Linked DNA regions of Macaca mulatta: region 1 is linked to region 2. The links are chromatin contacts, called in public Micro-C maps. All regions are on one chromosome and are shown on one strand. The core of a region is the stretch at or near the end of the contact, and the rest is flanking DNA. Distances in the headings are between cores, read along the strand shown.

Evidence for each region. A called contact is a pair of places that touch in the nucleus more often than the background predicts.
Region 1: a contact with region 2 is called in a Micro-C map of CD4 T cells, with 6 times the contacts expected there. The contact joins two enhancer-like sites. A contact is called at or near these places in 3 of 14 Hi-C or Micro-C datasets (CD4 T cells, fetal cortex germinal zone and fetal cortical plate).

The regions. Positions count from the first base shown.
Region 1 is chr6:66,958,801-66,963,335 of T2T-MMU8v2.0, reverse strand. All of the region lies in intron 8 of PDE4D (phosphodiesterase 4D), which reads left to right. Among named protein-coding and RNA genes, the nearest start is that of RAB3C, 570 kb to the right of the region's middle. Within about 2 kb of position 2,430, at least 37 of the 40 cell types and tissues checked have an H3K27ac peak or open chromatin away from gene starts, as enhancers often do. A contact at or near this core is called in CD4 T cells, where this site is marked.
Region 2 is chr6:66,870,401-66,874,821 of T2T-MMU8v2.0, reverse strand. It overlaps PDE4D (phosphodiesterase 4D), which reads left to right. Exons shown (of 18, transcript XM_078004763.1): 9 at 2,873-2,985. Among named protein-coding and RNA genes, the nearest start is that of RAB3C, 480 kb to the right of the region's middle. Within about 2 kb of position 2,646, at least 23 of the 40 cell types and tissues checked have an H3K27ac peak or open chromatin away from gene starts, as enhancers often do. A contact at or near this core is called in CD4 T cells, where this site is marked.

The DNA.
Region 1 (4,535 bases), core at 1,181-3,680, 89 kb before region 2:
GTAGGGGTCATATTTTATAGATAAGGAAAGTGAGGCTCAGAGAAGTTATGTCTTGAAATTATGTAGTAGCAAGTGGTTAAGCCAGGTTTCCAACACAGGTTTGTCTGACTCTAAAACCAGCATCTTTTAACTCCGCCCCATCTCTTTGCCATTCACGACCAGAATGTGATGCACATCTACCAAAAAGAGAGTAGCAAAAGGTGATTTATAAAAGCAGTTATAGTCCTCAGAAGAGAAGGCAAAACTATTGGGGGCAGGGAAAAAGTAACTATGAAGATCATATTTATGTAATCAAGTATTAACTCAATGGCTTGAATTAGGTAGCAAATAAAATATATTAGCAAGCAATGTTACAAACCATGGTGAGAGCTATGTAGTACATGAAGCAGAATGATGGCTGGGCTCAGGGAGCTCATATATTTGGAACCCAGATAAATCTTTGCTTCTTCTTCCCAGAGCCCATCATCACTTTTTAAAAACACATCTTCGCTGGGCTCAGTGGCTTATGTCTGTAATCTCAACACTTTGGGAGGCAAGGCAGGAGGATTACTTGAGCCCAGGTGTTTGAGACCAGCCTGGGCAACATAGGAAGATGCTGTCTCTACAAAAAATAACAAATAACAAAACCATCTGAATTTCATGCATTCCAACATATATTATTTTGTTCCATTCTACTTAATAACCTTTACACTAGTTGTGAAACTCACTGAAAACAAAGGAGAAAATCATTGTAATTCATCTAAACATTCCTGAAATAACACTTTAATCAAGAAATTAAGAAATATTGCTCAGATTTAAAAGAAAATGGAAACTCCCTTGGCAAATGGGTTTGAGGTTCCGTCAGTAGGTTTTGAATCATCAGGAGCAGTGTCGTAGTAGGAAAAGCATACCATTTAGAGAGAGACAGCTTTAGTTTGTCAGTCCTGCCTCTTAATAGGTGGGTGACCTTGAGTAAAGCATGAAGCAGCCTTTGGGCATCAGTTTCTTCACTTAAAGGTAGAAGGGTTGAACCAGGGCCGGGCGCGGTGGCTCACGCCTGTAATCCCAGCACTTTGGGAGGCCGAGGCGGGCGGATCACAAGGTCAGGAGATCGAGACCACGGTGAAACCCCGTCTCTACTAAAAATACAAAAAATTAGCCGGGCGCGGTGGCGGGCGCCTGTAGTCCCAGCTACTCAGGAGGCTGAGGCAGGAGAACGGCGTAAACCCAGGAGGCGGAGCTTGCAGTGAGCCGAGATCGCGCCACTGCACTCCAGCCTGGGCGACAGAGCGAGACTCTGTCTCAAAAAAAAAAAAAAAAAAAAAAAAAAAGAAGGGTTGAACCAGGTGTAAGCTGCTGTCCTTCCATGTTATGACTCTAAATAGCTCTAGATGGAACTATGTTGCACATTTCCTATGTTATTAAACAGCTTCTCTCCGGAACAGTTGCTCCTAATCTCCTAATAAGCTTACTGTGGGTCACTCAGCAATCTTCAAGGGAAACAATCATTATTTGGTTGGTGGGTACTAAGACAATTCTGATGTGTTTGTGTCAAAGATTGGGCAGATGAAATCTAACTAGACATATATCATTCCATCATCATGCTAAATGACCTTGACTCTAAACATCTTAATTTGAACTGTATACATTTCCCAAATGCTTTAGGGTAGATTTGGACCATAATACACTCCACTGTAAATGGAAAAAGCTTTATCATTGCCATAATAATTACCCCCAAACTGCTAGGTAGGAATGCATACTGGGTTTAGTATGTAGTGACTCCCTTGAAAATTCAGCTTTTGAGATCAGATCTCTTAACAAGTAATGAGTATTTAGAGTGAAATGTTTAATTCTTAGTGATACTGTTTTCCTATTCTGCTATTATTATTCAGCTATGATTATTTTCCTTCCCCTCCCAACCTCCTTTTTTTTTCTTTATTAAAAAAAGGAGGAGGGGTGCATGCTGCATTCTGGGGTGCATATGGGTTTCACGTGGGGACCTGGGCTCTGGTTCTCATCCAGAGAGTGAGCTAGGAGCAACTTACACAAGAGGCTCTTAGCCACTGTGTCGGGGAAATCGCCTTATATCAAAAACTGAATCCTTTTAGTAAAACCTGAAGAATAATCAGAAGCAGCATCGACTAGTCTCTAACCTTGGTTGAGGGACACACACACACACACACACACACACACACACACACACACACACACGGCTCTGAAAGCTCAGACACGGAGGACACGCTGTGATCCACTTAGCCCTCTCTTCTCCTTCAGGGGGTCCTTGCAGGACAGAACACTAAGGAACAAAGTCTTAACTGGCAAGCTGCCGGCAGAAGGAGACTATCTGGTGGATTGCAGCGCCAGTTAGGAACGGGGCAGTCCTTTGCGTTTCAGAAATCCGGTCCACATTTTGCTGAGAGCCCAGGCACTGTGAATAAGAGGAGCCTCTGAGGACTGGTTTCTGATGTCGCACTAGGCATGATAAGAATGCCATTGACGTCAGCAGAGTCATCATCAGGGAGAATGGCACCCCAGCTCTTGAAACCACACCAAGCAATTGCAGTGCTTTTGAAAATTAAAAGCCGGTGCTGGAGTGTGGGGGGTGGGGGGGTGCGGTGGGTGGGGAGGGAAAGAAGCAAAGAGGGAAGTCGTGGCTCCAGCTGAACTCTTCTTTCTTCTATGCGTTTCCTGTATTTTAGAAAGGCAGGCTCAGGGCGCTCCTGTGCACACGCCCGCTCACTCACACACAACTGCTGCCGTGGGCTCATTAACCTAAATCGAGGGAGGTGGGGAAAGAAGAAAGAAAGAGAGAAAGAAGGAAAGAATTTAATTCTGTTAACATTTCTGCATGCAGATAAAACAAACTGTGCCACCCAGGTGCTGGACAGAGGCCCTGAGCCACATAAGCCTCTGAGAATGAAATTGCTGAGCTAAAACTGATATGCTTTAAATGTGTGTTGATGAAGAGATTACAAGGGAGGAATTAAACACTTCAAAGGAGCTACTACAAAGCAACAATCACCCTTCCCCCATCCCTCACACATGCACATTACTGTGGACGCTTGCATGTTTGTGTGTCAGCCTGAGAAAATGGCAAAGTTGGTTTAGGAAGGGAACACTGCAGGCATTTTGTGATTTCAGCTTTCACAGGCAGCTCCAAGGACATCACCTCCAGCTATAATTCAAAGTTTACCTGGACTGGAAAATGTCTTGGAGGTTAGGAAGTCTTTGAATTCTTTAGTGTAAATTGTCTCCGCTTTAAAATTCCACAATCGATCAAATCCTTTCATTCTCTTTCCCACTCCCAATTGTTCCACTCTCACTCTCCACCCACCGCCAGGAATATGACAACAACATAGAATAGACTCGATGATATCAGCTGTATAACACGCTTTATTTTACGGCATTGATGGGCAGCTTTCCAAGTCCATAAAAATCTTTTGCTGATCTGATTTTAATATCCATATTCTTCAGTTATAGTAGAAAGAATGATTTCCGAGATGTGGAAATGTTAGCCGGGAAACAAAAGGACATATGCACATAAAGCAAAATCTGGCAGGAAATGTGGATTTAATAAATTGAATTATGTGAAACTCCTATTTCAAATGGACTGATACTAGAGAAGCAGCCCTCGAGAGTTATGCACAGTAGTGATTCTTCTGTTTCTTTTTGAAAAGGAAGAAGCGCTGAACAGCATTCCTTTCAAATACACAAAGGTAGCTAAAGTACAAGCTTCTCCTCTTTCCTATTTGTTCTTTAAAAATTTGTAAAAATTATATTAAATGTGCTTCTTGTGATAGAGTCAATAAAGGGAGAAGGAGTTTAGCCAAGCACCTTTATTGTGTACTCTTAAACTGTCTTGCTTAATGTAATAATGGAAAGAAAGATGGCTAATTGTCTTGCAGGAATTTGGATTTATCCTCTGAAAGGATACAGGTAAATTTGTAACTTGGGTCATATTGGCTATTTTTTGTTCTGCTTTGCTTTCATTTTTGGTTTTTCTGAGGTTTATAAATGGAACCCTTCTTTCCTTTCTTCCTTTTTTCCTTCCTTCCTTCTTCCCTTCCTTTTTTCCTTTCTTCCTTGTTTTCTCTCTCTCTCTCTCTCCCTTTTCTGCTTTTTTTTTTTTTTTTTTTACAATTGTACTCAAAAGAATAAAGGATTCTGAAAATCAGTTCCAGGATCCAATAAAGACCTAGATGGTATATCGCAAGATCAGAGCCCCTTGCTCTCAAATTTATGAATGTGAGGATGTATTATTGTATTTGGGAGATCAATAAGCAGAGCCAGAGCCTTCACACAAGGCTCCTTGCACCCCCTCATCCACCCCACGAGGTTAAAAAGCACTGACTTTGACTTTAACACTGTCAATGCAATACAGAACAACTGTTTCAATTCCCTTCACTATTTCTGCTATGTGCCTTGATTAGATGTTTTCTGACCTGTCTCCCTAAGTTGTTCATGTCATTTCTGTCTGTTATTCCCTCCCCCATCACTTCCTGCCCAACCCTCCCTATGATTCGAATTGCTCTCTGTCCAGATCATTTTCCAACAAT
Region 2 (4,421 bases), core at 1,397-3,896:
GGCCACATCCTGTTAGATTTGAGGCCTGAGTTTGTACTTTTGATTTCTGAAGAGCTTTGGGAACTTGGTGAAGTTGGGGGCAGGGGGGCAGCTTACTTAGCTACTGGGAAATCACTTGAGGCTCAGGCTTTGAGAAAGTTGGAGGGCAGGGGAGAGGAACCACAGAAAGCCAAACCTCGGAGGGGACTCCCAGCTTCATTGTAACCGATGATTGAAAAGGTGGCACTGAACAAATCCCTGAATACAATGGCTACGTATCTTTAATCCACTGGATAGGCTAACTATGGACAGCTCAAATGATCATTAAAAAAGTCAATGTACTCTTAAAATTTCCTACATTCCTATCTTATGGGAATGAGAGAGAGAGGAAAATGTCAAAACCAAACCATATAGTAGATGTACTACCATGGCAAGTAGGTGATGCTATACTTGCATATGGAAATTATTCAGTAAAATGAAAATGATTGTGTTAGAGCCACAGGCGAAAGTATTGTTTGTGATCTTTAGAGTGTGGGGTTACAATGGGCTTTCTATATTTGTGTGTAATGCTTCAATTTTTATAACAAGCATGTAATATTTTTTACATTCTTAGAATTGGGGAAGCTATACAGAACAAGTATTTTATATTTACCATTTAAAATTATTAATATCTTTAACTTGTTCCTGTTGTTAATGGGGAAGAAAAAAGCTTCAATCTGAAATTTTAATTCACCTGGCAAGGTTTAGGCAATTGTTTGTCCATCTAAAGCATATATTTACTTCACTTTAGACTGCAGGATGGAGGAAGTAGAACAAAAAAGAGGCAAATTTTAACGTAGAGTACTCAAAGTGAACAGTAAATAGTTCAAGAATTCTTGATAACAACAAGCCACGTGGCACTTGTAACAAATACTTTAAAAGTCGCTCTAACTTTTACAAATTTCATATAAAAAGCTATGTGAAAAATCCGAGGAGACTAAATTCAGTCGATGAATTTCTTTGTTGTGCCACTGATAATTTATGGAGTCTAAATTTCAAGGGCAGAATTTCTTCTCCACCAATACCTGTAGATTTTTAAAGACAAAGACAGAGGATCCCACCACTTCGTGTAAGTTTCTCAGCATCTTCTTTCCACTCGACCATGACAAAGTTTTATAAAATGGACTCTTGGGAGTTTGATTTCTCCCCACTGTGAATGGTTTGCTTATTGCATGCCAATGTAGAGAAGTTCTCCCACAACTGGTCTGCTTAGCGAGAGTGCCTCTGGTCCCCTAGGTCAGCCTTTGTAAACAGAACAGACTTCCCTATGCCTTTGAATGTGGTCTTTCCGTTTTCTCAAAATTGTAGTGTAATCTGCGCATGGTGGGTAGAAACACCATGCCAGATTTTCTTCCTTAGCCCAAGATCATCTAGGTCTTGTGCAATTCACAGGGGAAAGGAGTAGTATGCAGGACATGCGTAAATTCTCCTTACCATGTGTTTCTTTCACATTGCTGTTCCTTTAAGATAACTCTTAGGCAATTCTGCATATGAAAATGCAGCCTATTGTCAAATTTGTGAACTATAAAGCGTTCCGATCCCGCAACATTGTATATTTTGTTTGCTTGTTTCTGTCTGCCCCAACATTTAGAAGTCTGGTACTGAGACTGGCTGGTCGTAGAAAAAGGATGTGGTCTTAATAGAAACGCGGGTATTCCCACAAGCCTGCCTCCTTCAAGTAGGTGAATCCTAAACCTTTAGAAACGAACCCCCAGAAACCCTAAACCTTAAACCCTCAGAAACACTGAGGGTCCTAAATAACCTTGTTTGTGAAACTTGGCAGGAAGCAGCTGGTCCTGGAGACGCAGAGGCTCCAGCGGTCGGGGCAACCTGGAGGGCAGTGGCTCAGTGGGCTGCACGGGGTTCCCGCTGGGCAGGTGCGCGGCCGTGCGCGCCTGCGCGCAGGTCCCTCCTAAGCCCCGCAGCGGGCGCGACCCCGGGCGGAGGGCTGCAGGCGCTCCACGCCGGGTTTTCCGCCGCTCTCCTAGCACAGACAGTCCCACAGCAGCCCCACAGATACACACGCTCGCGCCGCGCCTCCTCGGCTGCACTTCAAAGCGAGTGGCGCCCGGCTGCTCCGGGGGGATGGCACTGCGAGGTGGCGGGGCCCCCGGGGCAGAGCCCGAGGGGAAGGACACGGCGGGTGGCATGGACAGGCTTTTGCAATTCGGAATCTTTTCGTAAGGGGGTTGAGGAGGAGCCAGGCAGCGCTAAGGGCCGAGAGGGGCGTGAGGGGGAGTGTTCCCGGAAAGCTGCGGCGTTGGAGCCGCGCTGCGCCTGCCGCCCGAAGAGTTGAGAAAGAAAACAGGAAACGTGGTGGCCGCGCACCCGGCCGCGGCTGATTCATTCGCTTCAAGTGCCGTGCAGAAGGCTCGGCAGGCGGGGCGGGCGTGGGGCCGCGGCTCCGGGCCGGGGACCTAGGAGATCGGGCTGTGGACCAGACGCTCCTCTCCGGGGCGGACACCTAAGCGCGCGCGCCATCCCCTCGCCATCCGCTAGAGTCGGGCTCCTGGACTGGGACTTGGGCCCGTCGCACAGTTGAAAAGTCGCATAGTGGTTTTTACGCCCGCGTCGCCGTGTGAAAGTTGGCTCGCCGCTCTTTGCACGCCCTCCTTGGAGGCCGACCCGTCACGCCAAGCTGGAGAGACCGTGCCTCCCCGAGGCCAGCCGCCCCGCGAGCAGAGCCTCCGCCCCCGTTGCACTGCCGGGCTGGGCAATATGAAGGAGCAGCCCTCATGTGCCGGCACCGGGCATCCGAGCATGGCGGGGTATGGCAGGATGGCCCCCTTTGAACTCACTAGCGGACCCGTGAAGCGCTTGAGAACTGAGTCCCCCTTTCCCTGTCTCTTCGCAGAGGAGGCCTACCAGAAACTGGCCAGCGAGACCCTGGAGGAGCTGGACTGGTGTCTGGACCAGTTAGAGACCCTACAGACCAGGCACTCCGTCAGTGAGATGGCCTCCAACAAGGTAAGCCCCGGTTCTGCTGTCACCGATGCCCCCAGGCTGCTGATTCCCCTGCCGGCGAGCCCGCTAGTACCCATAGCCCCGGGAAATACAGTGAGAGGTTTTTTAGGCTTACTGCATGTTGGCTATTCTGCTCCTTAGAGGGAGGTTCTTGTTTCCATGCCTTGCCTCTCCTAGTCACGCCAGATAAACATTTTCCAAAAGCAATTTGACGTAGTTTAAGTACCTCCCAAGACACAGGGTTCCTAAGTGACATTGTGCCCTTGTAGCAGAAACCCAGTAGGGTCCATTGGCATTGCATGTTTAAAGGTGTTCTTGGGATTCCCGGTTAAAATAAGAATTGGTGGATGTCTGTGAAATCACTTGAATGTCACCACCTAGGGCACTCAAACTCAGAAGAGTTCATCGAACTTGGAACTTTCACCCTAATTCATCTGGTTGTCAGGGTACCCTGCAAGAACTGAGCCTTTATATATTCAGTTGGCCATACACATCCGCAGGAAACATTAATAGAGTTAGAAGGTTCCTTATGATCATTACTTTTGTTTCCATTAATCTTGGAGAGAAAGCCCAGTTTTTCGAGGTCATTTAGTACAAGGAGGCTTCAACTAGGCATCTGTGCCATATGTACTAAGGTGCTGGTCTTGGCAGTTAATGGAGTTTTGAGGGCTGAGAAGTAACCTTCAGCCTGGGACAGCCTTAAAATAGCACGGAAGGCAAGGTATAATGTTTTCAGTTTTGCTGTATTTTTTGGATTTCCTGTTCTTTTTGTCTTTAGTTATGCAAGGAGATAATTGGAATTATATATGTTTATAATGGCTCTTTGCCTGTGCATGTCATGTGCAGATGGCTGAAGGATTCAGCCAGTGAAGACTGGTAATGTGTGACAAATAGTTGCCTCTGCAAGATATTTAAGTATTTTTGGCTATTTACAAGGTCAAGAAGGTTATATTAACTTACAGTTCATCTGTGTGCACATATCTTTCAATGAGTGATACTTTTTTTTTCTAGCTTACTATGGTTTTTATCCCACCTGTTCTCACGCAGTTTTTACAAAAATGCCACAGCATAACAGCCACTTGATTGTCTTATCTATTAACAGTGCTTTTGTAGGTAGCATTGTCAAGTGAAAAGTTAGCTTCAAATAAATAAAAGGGGCTCTGTAGACACGGCCAGCAGATACTAACCTACCCATATGCACACTGACCTACCCATGTCCACACTGACGATCAATTCTGTTTTTTGTCATTTGTGCCTCATTTCTAAATTTGGCACAGCTCCTCATCAGAATGACCAATTATTGCTCTCTTACTGGGACTCTTACCCCCTGCTGTGGCATTAGGTACCTTTGTTCTCATTTGGGTAACAAATTCTTAGTTTTATAAAATACAGGGTTTTTTTTCATAATTTGATTCTTAATAGCAGTAGACATATGCTGA